Linked DNA regions of Mus musculus: region 1 is linked to region 2. The links are chromatin contacts, called in public promoter capture Hi-C maps. All regions are on one chromosome and are shown on one strand. Each heading gives the region's core, a stretch centred on a gene start, on an enhancer-like site or on the middle of the called end of the contact. The rest is flanking DNA. Distances are from core to core; before and after follow the strand shown. Region 1 has its middle 31 kb from the start of Chmp4c. Region 2 holds the start of Zfand1 (zinc finger, AN1-type domain 1).

Region 1 (5,876 bases), core at 414-2,913, 47 kb before region 2:
AGGCATCGTATTCCGGCTACTGCAGGCACAGCCATATGTAGTAAAAGTTGGGGACGCACTCTCAAGTGCCATTGCCACCTGTAGCATGACCCCAGCAGTTCGCGGTCATGAAAAAGGGCAAACAAAAGCCACCTCAAAGGCCGTAGTTTCTCAGAGTCTCCGTTAAACTATATGATCCGCCCTATTGCCTCGTTTTGAAACGACTATTTTCATTTACAATCCAATTAATAAAATACAACCTGTTCTCAATTTCCCACAATTGGAGACAGATTTTAGTCAGTGCGCCTTCCTAAGCATTTATGATGGGCTTAGAGTGCCTCCTGGTGGCTACTGTGGATAACAGCATAAGATGACATTCTGCAAAGAACTCCCTCCCAACAGAGAATCAGCCTACCTAAGATTAAGATCCCCCAGGTTTCAGATGACTGAGCAGCTCATACTTGATGAACTTGCCTGACCTCGGGGAGATGCATCCCAGGACTTATCTTAGACGACTGACTGACTATGCCAGCTACAAATGGAAGCAGCTAAACCAGTATTCATTCAGTCCATTTTCTTCTCAAAGAATTTCAACAGTGGCTTTCATTTACTGAGACTCTCTTGGCAATTTCTTCTCTTTACCATTCTGATGTGCTTGGCTTTATTTTATCTTATTATCTTATATGTTTTATCATTATCCCTTAGAATCTTGTTTATTTTCTTATGAGAGACAAAAAAGGGTGAATCCGGAGGAGAGGAGAAAAAACCATCACCTGAATATATTATATGGGGGAAAACCCCTATATGCAATCAAACAAACCAAGCAGAGTCGAAACAGAGACATTACCATTACAGAAATAATAAAGAGGATCAAACGGAGCTACTATAAACTAAAAATCAAAAACAAAAAAACATATTCTTTAAAACAAATCCTGGAAAAAAAAGCCTGAATACTTACAACCTTTCAATATTAACTAAAAAATTATAAAACTTGAACAATCATGTGTAATGTAACGGAAGTAATTGAAAAAAATCTCTCATTAAAAAGCAAACAAACAACAAAACCAGTCCGGTGTCTTCAGGTAAACAGAGATGGAAAGCATAGACACACAGCATTTCTCCATACTGTTTTAGCTCCTTGTCTCACAAAACATGACAAAATCAACTTAGGGATGAATTGCTTTGGCTCGTAGTCTGGAGGTGCCCAGTCGTGGTGGGGATGGTCTTGTGGCAGGAGCTAGGAACAGCTGCATGCTGACACCCTGGCAAACTGGCAGACAATAGCTGCTGCCCAGCTCACTTACTTAGTCGCGCTTCCATGAGACTGTGCTGCCCATGATTAGAGCGGGTCTTCCCACGTCTGTAACCTAATCTAGAAACTCCCACGAAGATTTGCCTAGAGGTTTGTTACTATGGTGACCCCCAATCCAGTCACCGCAGCTCCCACCCCCACAAATGCAAAGAAAACACTTGGCCTGCTCACGAAAGAGGGTGTGAGTCTGCGAAACATAAAAGAGACTAAGTGTGAAAGGGACAACACGGAGAATAAGAACGCTATGGACACACCGCACTGAAGAAAGCCACCGGGAAGGGAAGATCTTCACTCCTGTGGGCTGGATTTACACACAAACCAGAAAGGGAAAGTTTCCAGAAGTGAATACAGCAGAATCACAATTTTGGAAAGAGGAGTCACGTGCTTCATGAATCACAGGGTGTCTGCCAGCCCACATCACTTGTCTTAACAGTTACGCTGGGGGAAAGACGGTGAAAATCCTGAAACTGCAATTAAAGTGGTTCTGCAGGAGGCACAGCCCAGAGGCCCGGAAAAACAAACAAACAAACAAACAAACAAACACGGCAGAACCACGTGACCTCCCCACTGACAGCTCAAGTACTGGGAAGACATCCAGCCCAAAAGGTAGATAAGAACGTGGGGCTGGTGGGGCTGGCTACCTAGAGAACCGGAAGTTGAAACTCCTGTAAGGAGTGGCTGACCATCCAGCATAGAAAGAAGATGGATGAAATTATCTTGGAGCAGCACTCGAGTTGAAGGCTAAATAACTTGAGGGAGGGCTGACCCCACTCACTTCTGGGCAGAAATCCCATCCAACAGGATCCCGTCTGACACACCATACAGGTAGGGAATCTAATCTAACAGGTTTGGATTAGAAGCACCAACAACAGCATTTGCTCTGGAACACCTCTCAAGGGAAGGAAGGCCAGGAGGAATCCTCTTATTTTTATTTTGTCAGCCTTGCTTTGGCATAACTAACTTTTCAAGCTCTTGTATTGATGGATTAAGTTTCGACTGTTGTATTTCTGTGCCTCTCCTATCGCATCCTATTTACTGTTTCTTACCTAAACTCATATAGTTTTCCTCTCATACCTATCTGGGCTTCTTTTCCCAGTTACCTTGTTATTCCCACAGATTTGAGGAGAAAGACCACTGACACAAACCATGGACAAACCAATTAAATCAAGCTTTATTAGTTACATAGGCTGTCTTCCGCAATGAGGGGTTTAATAGACCAGCATTGAAGATGGGAAGATGAGGTTTTATAGCTCAGGCATAGGGTTTCCAAATGCCATGGCTGTAAGAGGGTCATAACAAGGTATAACCTAAAGTCAGAACTGTGGAAGCTTCAAAAGAGCAATGAAACTATGGCGAATGTGGTAACTTCTCATTAGCAAGCCAAGAAAAGGAAAAGCAAGAGTTAGGGCCAGAAAACACAACAAAATAGCATAAAGAGCAAGGAGGTTTTCAGAACCATGCCCAAAGGCACGCAGAGCAATCTAGTGTCTATGCAATCTGTGTTTAAACATATCACATGTACACAGGTCTGCAAGGACTATGGCTCACAGTCTTTAAAGGACATCTGAAGTCATAGGCGGAGCCCTGTACATACCCCATCTCCCCTTATGTATATTTATGCTGAAACACACATATACACATACATACACACACATATAGTTTGTATAATAGGCACAGAAAGGACATAATTGAGTAATTCCAACAATATAATACAATAAAATTACATGTGCCTCGATATTTCCTCTTTTAATGATTATCAGGTAAAATAAGGGTTACTTGGTCACAAGCACTGTAATACTGTGGTAATCTGATGGTTAAGACCACCAGTTAGCTGTTAAGCCGGTAGCATATATGGTGTGTACACACAGGACATGCACACATCACATGCCCAGATGCACAAGGCAGATTAGGACCAGCATGTAACTTACAATTCCACTGATTTATGTGTTCACGTGGTAGTCATCCACAGGTAACAGAGACCATAGAAATCAACATGAGGATGAGGTGGTATTCTGTAACAAAACAATAACTACACACATACATCCGATCCCACAGAGAGGCCGAAATGAATTGCCCTGCTTCCAAAGGGACCAGCTACTCCCCCGCATCATAGAAGACGTATCTCTAGCCTTTCATAGTGTGTGTGCACCCTTGCAGCCTTCCTCGTCTGAGGATCCATCCCTATGTGCTCGGAGCTGGAGTGTGTGTCTCCTCGTCCTCGTCGTGCTCGAAGCTGGAGTGTGTGTCTTCTGAGCAGTGCTCCACTGCCCTAGCTTCACAGTCCTCAGGGTTCCCGGCTTGTTTTCTTCTGAAAAATAGCTCAAGTGTTCTGTATATAGGCAATAAAACTTCTAGTGAGCCAAAAAGTAAATGATATGAGTCTGAAGATGGGGAAGGACTCCAGCTATTTTAAGGAGCACTTCCTTCCACAGAACCATTAACGTCTGTCTTAAATTAAGGAGATGGGAGAAAGAAAGTAGAGAGAGAGAGACAAGACAGAAATTGAATAACGCGTCATCTGTTAATGTCCTGGAGCTGTAAAGTAATGGTTCCTTACTAGTCGTTGCATCTTTATGATTTGTTTATCTTATTCTTGCTAGGCTTGCTAGCTTTACCATACTATCTAATTTGTTTAGTAAGACAGATGCCATTGTGAAGTTTAAATTCTTTGCTACTTCAGTTTCCACTAAGTAAACCAATGCTCTGTTTATGTCCTCCAAGGAAGAAAATATTACAATTAGGGTTGAGCTGTTCCCCACTGTAGACTGGACATCAATGGTGGCAGGCAGAATGAAGTTTTCCATGGGCAGGAGTTCCCTCTTTGGCAAGTCAAGATCACCTTGGTTACAGGACTTTATCACCCTCCCCACCCCCATCTTGCTTTTCCATTCTGGAGGATCTAGATGGCTGGCCCAGGGGTACATATATGAGTCATGTAGGCCAGTTCAAGGTCTGACCCTGGAATATGACTCCTGAAGAGAACACCTGCTCAAATAATAGCAGTCTTGTTCCCTGCAGTTGACCACCCTGAGAAAGAAGTGTCTCAGCTGTGGTTGCCCCGAGTCTCAAGGCCTCTCTGCTTCGGGGCAATTCTTCCATTTACACAGAGCATTCATTTCCCTTGACTCTCATCACTAGCCTGGGCTTGTTTTTATACTATCTTGGATGAATATCTTACAAGACACAAGAACAAAGCCTGAGGTCTCCCACTTCGATCCCTGATACGGTGATGGCATAGCTTTGGTGAACATCCCAGAATGTGTGACTTTGTGACAGTTTTTCTAGGCTGAGAACGATTTGCCACAGTAGCCTATCATAACCTCAGCACTTAGATTTCGGGTAGTCTGCCTTGTTTGCACCACTCCAAAATGTCAACAGGGGGCAGCACTAGGATTCATTTCAAAGTACTTTTGTTTCTTTTCGGAGTGATATCATTTATAGTTTAAAAAGAGAAACATTTTTGTTGTTGTACTTTGGCATTTTAGTGACTCAGCTCATACATTACCCGAAGCTTCAGTGACAGAGAGGAGCTGGTCTGGCCCAGAGCTAACCAATAGAAATATAATAACACCTGATTTGGTGGTATTCATAGTTTTAAATTAAAAGCCCTGGCTGCTCTTGCAGAAGACTCAGATTCAACCCTCAGCACCCACATGGTGGCTGGCAAGTGTCTAAAACTCCAGTTCCAGAGCACCTGTCACCGTCACACATGCAGGAAGACTCCAATGTGCACAAACAAAGTTCAAAACATAAAGTAACTTAAAAAAACACTTTGAAACATAAAAAAGAAAAAGAAATAGGATACATTTCCAATAATGTGTTTTGTTTAATGCAATGAATTTAAAATAATATTTGTACATATGGTCAATATACAATTATATAGGCTTTAATTTTTTCTCAAACCCTACTTTTAATAGGGGTTCTTAAATGCTTTAACGTCCCTTCTAGCCCACCACCCATCATAAGTCGTGGAAAACAAACATTATTAGGATACGGAGGAAGTGGACTGTTTAGAAACTGTTCTTTGGAGCAACTCCAGTCTGTGTTGTTAGGAAGTCAGCAGTTCAGCTCATAGAAATCGGCGGCGGCGGCGGCTCGATCCACTCAAACACTTCACGACTAGACCAGCAGTCCAGTTCAGTACTGTCAGAATAGCAAACGCCACACAGCCAGGCCTCCACCAAATCAGCATGAGACACCAACAGAGACACCAGGAGAAGTTCTTTGCTGTGTCTCTCTCAACCACGTGAAGATCAGCGAAGAATTGAGACCAAGGAAGCGTTGCCAAGCTATCTATGCAAGCAAGCAAGCCTCTGTTCACAGTTCACTGAGTCCTATTTATATCCCTCCAAACATCACAAGTCCTCCACAGGTTTTGCCTCAGCACATGTGTTGCCTCAGTGGGTGAGTCTTGCCTAGAAAAACTCCACAAGAGCCTGTATCGGCTGACATCATTCTGCCAATCGGTCCAAGTCCCTGGAAGGAGCAAGAAGCTGCCAGAGAAACACCAGGTTTTTGGTGCATTTCGTTCCACGAAGTCACAACAAGCAGAGCTCAGCAACGCAATGTAAGGTGAACTAACACA
Region 2 (5,771 bases), core at 1,531-4,030:
GAACGATTTTATTATGTAAATAATAGAATCCAAAGCAGGGGTTAGGGTGGGGCAAGGGGGAATGGAGAGCTGGAGTCAAGTAAATTATAATAGGATCTGGGTAGAGCTAATCAGAAACGTGCATAGTGCTGCTAAAGGAGATGTCTGATGTCCCGAGGGACAGAACTATACCTGCACCTTCCTTGCAAGATGTGTATGCTGAAAGCAGAGTAGGGGACAAAGGGTTTCCTAAATGTACCGGATAAGGACCAACGTATAGGCAATTACAGTTTCTTACAGCCATTCCCAACCCTTTAATTGGACCCCAGGAGGAGGGTGGCAAGCATGCAGGTGATTCATAGTTTGAAGGAAATTTGGGAACCCTTGACATAGAAACATTCTAGAGAAAAGAAAATGGCACCTGCCATTAAAGAGCACTCAAAATTCTATTGGACAGGAGGGAGACATTGTGAAGCTGGAGATGGGGTAGAAGAGTCGAGGATGCAGCTGAAAAACTTTACTGAACAAACTACAGAATGCTGTGCCTAATGAAGAAATGAAGGGATATCTTGGGCAAGGAAATGACTTTTTACTCATAAAAATAATCCAGAGAATAAATAGAGAATGAAGAATGTTTCTAAAGAAGACTCCATGGTGTTTAGGGGGCATTTCCATGGCACACATAAGAAAGGGCAGGTTTGGGCATGCATTTGTGCTTCCTAGTGCAGTAGACTGCTTTAGTTAGAAATGGAATGGTACAGGAAAAAAAAAAGCCTTCATTTTGCACTTAAGTTTTATTGTCAAATAACACAGAGCATGTACTCATAACAGACTGCTAGAAATGGAGAGCTCATGTTTTTTTTTTTTTTTTTTAAAAGATTTTTATTTTACATGTATGAATATTTGACTACATACAAGTGTGCACTACATCCACCCCTTTATTTATTGTTATTTATTGTTCTTTTTTTTTTTTTTAATATGTAAGTACACTGTAGCTGTCTTCAGACACTCCAGAAGAAGGAGTCAGATCTCATTGTGAGTGGTTGTGAGCCACCATGTGGTTGCTGGGATTTGAACTCCGGACCTTCGGAAGAGCAGTCGGGTGCTCTTACCCACTGAGCCATCTCACCAGCCCGAGAGCTCATGTTTTTAAAAAAAGTTGTCATGACTAAGTATGGAGGTAGAGGAGTTTCTGATTCATTTATCACTGGAATTTCATCAGTGAGGATATATTTAACAAAGGGGTTGAACACAAATAGATGGAGAGATAGATTTTGGTAAATAATATCTAAAGAAAAAACCAGAAAAGGAGACTCGGGGATAGGAGTAGCTAAACTTTAGTCTTGGGCTGCTATGAGATCTCCAAGAGCTGAAAAAGAAATGTTCTGATTGGATTGGTGGGATATATATTTGCCATCTATTTAGAACATTCAGTCACGGTAACATTCTAGAAAATCTACTGTTGCTTGACTGTACCAACATTAGTAAAACGTAAGTTGCTGAGCCTTAGATTCAAGAAATCGCAAGGGCTGGGAGTTAGCTCTCTGAAAAAACTGTTTGCTGCCCAAGCCTGTGGTGTCTGTTCGAATATCCAGAATGCACTGAAAAAGTATGGTGTGTGGCAATTGTATTCACTTTACTCTTCAGGAGAGCATTTGAGTACCCTTAAGTCACATGGGAGACTATTCAGGTCTGCAGCTGATTGTCACTCATCCACTCTGATTGTGTCCAGTGTCTTGTCAGTAGAAAGACATCCCTTCCTACCCCACCTACAAGGCAAGGCCTCCCCTTAGTTCTAATGAAGAGGCTCGTCAGACATCAAACAGCTCCCTTCATCCTATGACCTAGGAGCTTGCCTCTGCAGTGTGCTCTCCTAACCGAGGAGCGATGTACACTTTAGTTGCATGTATTTTTTTTTTTCCTTACTAGAATTTTAACAAATAATTAAAAGAAGCCTTTAAATTAAAAACAAAAGCCTAATGCTTTCATGGTGAGGGCATTTACTTCAAACTAAAACATCAAGACAATATAGTAATCAGTGTCCCGGTACCTCTCTTGATTGCTATAACATTTTTTTTTTTTGCTAGCATTCTTTTTTTTTTAATTAGGTATTTTCTTCAATTACATTTCCAATGCTATCCCAAAAGTCCCCCATGCCCTCCCCCCACTCTCCTACCCACCCACTCCCACTTCTTGGCCCTGGCGTTCCCCTGTACTGGGGCATATAAAGTTTGCAAGACCAAGGGGCCTCTCTTCCCAATGATGACCGACTAGGCCATCTTCTGCTACATATACATGAGCTCTGGGGGTACTGGTTAGTTCATATTGTTGTTCTACCTATAGGGTTGCAGACTCCTTTAGCTCCTTCTTGCCAGGTCTTTGTTGGCTCCTGGGAATACAGTTACTTAAGAAATCAAGAAATCTTCGTGAGGGAGTTCTCAATTTTGGAGACTCAATGTAGAGAACAGCGAGTGCAGTTTCCAAAAGAGGAGCTAGGTTTTTCTCAAATTTGAGCCCGAGAACCTCAGCTACAAGAATTGAGTTCTACTAAGTCTCTTCTCTTTCTGGAGAGTGCTGGAACCTCCAGGAAGCGCGCAAGTGTCTTCAAGGCCCCGCCTCTCCTGTGGGCCCCGCCCCGCATGCTCGCCTCGCCCCATCGCGGAGTCCCGCCCCACCCCACCGGGGGTCCCGCCCCCGAAAGCCCCGCCTTGCCCCACTACAGGCCCCACCCACCTCACAGGACGCCCCGCCCTCGGTCCTGCCCGCTCCGGACTGACGTTCCCAGCGCTGCCCCGCCCCCTGCCCTTGCGGCGGTGGAAAGATGGCGGAGTTGGACATTGGGCAGCACTGCCAGGTGCAGCACTGCCGGCAGCGAGGTGACGCTGGAAGCCCCATTTTCATCCGCGGGAGACCTGGGCCGGGTTCTGACGGCCGGGGCGGTGGCGGCGGGTGAGGGAGGACGCGGGGCGTGAGCGACCTTCCAGGGTGATACTGGTGGTGTCTTTGTTACTGTTCCTCGGTGTAGGGGCGAACTTTGTGGCTCCCTTGGTTTGCACGCAGATCCCGAATGCACACCTTGCAGACTCCTCGGGGTATCCAGATGGCCTTGCTCAAGAAGCCCTGGTCGGCGAAGCGACTTAGATCAGGACTCCAGTTCCCCTCGGTCCTTACCATTGCCACCGTGGAGCATCCACTTTCCCAGGCTTTTTCTTGATTGATTTTTTATTTTTTTGTCTGACAAATGCGTTGAAGAGCATCAGTTTTCAGCAGTGTGTTCGCAGGTTTTTAGACGTCTTGGTGTTTCTAATATTAACTTAAGCTATTAGTTGCAGATCAGTAAACCACATTTTAGGAAGGTTTAATAAATACTATGGTAATGGTAGACCTTGTCATAAACATAGGCCCTGGTGGTATGCGTCAAAGTTCAGGGTGTTTAGACTCCTATAGCCGGCAAGTCCTTAAAGCGTCAGGCTCACAGTCTGTTAGATCGCACTCCAAATGTGAGCAGAGGGTTTCCTCATGCTGCAGCTTCTGTTAGTTCCTAACAAGGTCTTGAATGCAGCTCTTGGGTTTGGCCTGGATTCCTGCAGTAGGTGATGCCTGCACTAAGCAAAGGCAAGACAGGACGTGTTGTTGTATATGTCCTTTACCATTCACTCAGCAGATCAATTTTGTTTTTGTTTTTTGGTTTTTTTTCCCCATGTAGTCCTTTCCTAGGGAAGCTTGGCTATTTGAATTTGACTGTTAAGTTATATACATCTTGTCAGGTTGATTTACTAGTATGTCTAAATATATCTACCATCTGTGATATAGCTCATCCTTTCCAGTTTCACATATCTGTAGTGTTATTAAGATGAGGCCTATCTCTTGGACTAGCAGAAAGGGGGTGCAGTTAAGTAGGGATATGTGATGCTAAGAAATTATTTTAATCATAACTCTTCCTCCTGGGCTACCTTGAATGGCATATAATACTTGCTTGAACCCTCTAAGTCTCAAAATAGCAAACACAACCAATTTTTCCCATTGAAAGTGACATAATGGGCCAGTGACAAAGTCTGTAATCCAAACCTCGGCGTGTGTCTCAGACAGGAGCATGGCTGTAGGCAGGACCCTCATTCAGAGGCACTAGCCAGGAGTAAGACAGACCCTGCCTCAAAATCACAGTGGGAAGAGAGAACTGATTCCCGAAAAGTTATCCTCCACCCTCCATTTGTGTCAAACAAGAAAACACAACACACACACACAATAATAAGAAAAATAAATCTAAAAAAGTATAAAAATTCTGCAGATTATGTGTTTGAGTTTACATATTGACACATATCTCTAATTTCTTGGCATGAAATTGAAGCTCACAGTATTATGATTCGTTTAATAACAATAGTGATAGCTCACTAGGCGCTTCTCATTCTAGGAAAACATTCGGGCCCTTAGTCTGCAAGCATGATTACCTAGGGGGACCCTCTTGGCATTTTGGATTAAGATACCCTACAAGGTATCTTTTCTGGACTATTAAAGTTCTCTGTAAAGGACTGAGCAGTACTGTCTGGTTGCCATTGTGAAAGCAGTGTGACTGGGTTTGTGTAGCTTATGTGGCCACTTGCTGGGATTCATATATGAGATAGATTGAAGTCAGTTAGAAAGTGACTGAGCCAGGTATGGGGGCTCATACTGTATTTCCAGCACTCTAGAGTCTGAAAAAGGGGGAATGAGGAGTTTAGAGGCCAGCCTTGGCCATATGAGACCTGTGTCAAACAGAAAATAAACACAAAAAAGTGATTGTTTTTAATAATTAGTTTCTATAACTGAGGATTGATACTTGTGTGAACTTTACAAAGTATATGTATATAGACAGCATTAGTATGAATTAACTAATAAGGAATTATAGATATAAGTGAGATTGATACATACACATATATCTATGTGAGAGAGAGAAACATATATACAGCATATACTACATGTATATCTGCGGCTTTATTATTAAGTAAACTACTTACTATTGCTAGATTGATGTTAAATGGTGTCAGAATTAAAACCCAGAATTTTGACACCAAATGCATACATTCTGCAGCACACTGTTCTAAAAAAAAAAAAAAAATACCTAGTAAATCTTGGAAACAAAACAATGGAGAAAAATACCACCATTGTTTTTTTGTTTTGTTTTGTTTTAACAAAGTTACTAAGTAACATCTACCTCCCATTGATTGAGCCACTTTCCTAGAGTTGGAGATTTGGTACTTTTTGGTTAATAATGATTACATAGTAATGATATACTGGGTCATTGGAAAGAAATTTTTTCTTAGAGTTGGCAGCAGATTTTTTTGCTTAAGAAAACTAAATCAAGCCAGGCAGTGGTGGTGCACGCCTTTGATCCCAGCACTTGGGAGGCAGAGGCAGGCAGATCTCGGAGTTCCAGGCCAGCCTGGTCTACAGAGTAAGTTCCAGGACAGACAGGATTACTCAGAAAAACTATGTCTCGAAAAACCAAAACAACAAACAAACAAACAAACAAAACTACATCAAAATCAGACACTAACCAGGACCTACTATATTTTCCTCTAATTTTAGATTTTCTTCCATTTGTGTGTGATGGTTGTTCAGGAATATTTTGGTAAGTTACATTTGTATGTAGGATATGAAAAGAATTTTGGTGGTTGTCAATATGGAGTTAATTGTGACAAATATGATGTAAACCATAATTCAGTCAGTCTTTTCCACAAGTGACTACAACGCTGAATAGGAACTGTCAGTGGCTAAAGTTACAACACTCTTCTACATCATAATTCCAGCACTCT

The links. Promoter capture Hi-C pulls out the DNA fragments that hold promoters and counts their contacts.
Region 1: a promoter capture Hi-C map of hippocampal neurons shows a contact between it and region 2, with 3 times the contacts expected there. The contact joins the enhancer-like site here to the promoter of Zfand1 in region 2. A contact is called at or near these places in 4 of 39 promoter capture datasets (the SN4741 cell line, hippocampal neurons, macrophages and 1 more), 1 of 15 datasets of contacts at CTCF or cohesin (embryonic stem cells), 19 of 484 Hi-C or Micro-C datasets (the AML12 cell line, Sertoli cells, cerebral cortex and 6 more), 16 of 115 datasets of contacts at active chromatin or transcription factors (the SCID.adh cell line, a beta-TC-6 cell line, embryonic stem cells and 3 more) and 3 of 9 other capture datasets (adipose tissue, liver and pancreatic islet).

What each region holds. Positions count from the first base shown.
Region 1 is chr3:10,394,563-10,400,438 of GRCm38.p6, reverse strand. No RefSeq gene overlaps it. Among named protein-coding and RNA genes, the nearest start is that of Chmp4c, 31 kb to the right of the region's middle. Within about 2 kb of position 1,663, at least 7 of the 459 cell types and tissues checked have an H3K27ac peak or open chromatin away from gene starts, as enhancers often do. A contact at or near this core is called in hippocampal neurons, where this site is marked.
Region 2 is chr3:10,348,326-10,354,096 of GRCm38.p6, reverse strand. Zfand1 (zinc finger, AN1-type domain 1) reads left to right here and starts at 2,780. Exons shown (of 8, transcript NM_025512.3): 1 at 2,780-2,855; 2 at 5,545-5,587. The coding sequence starts at 2,801.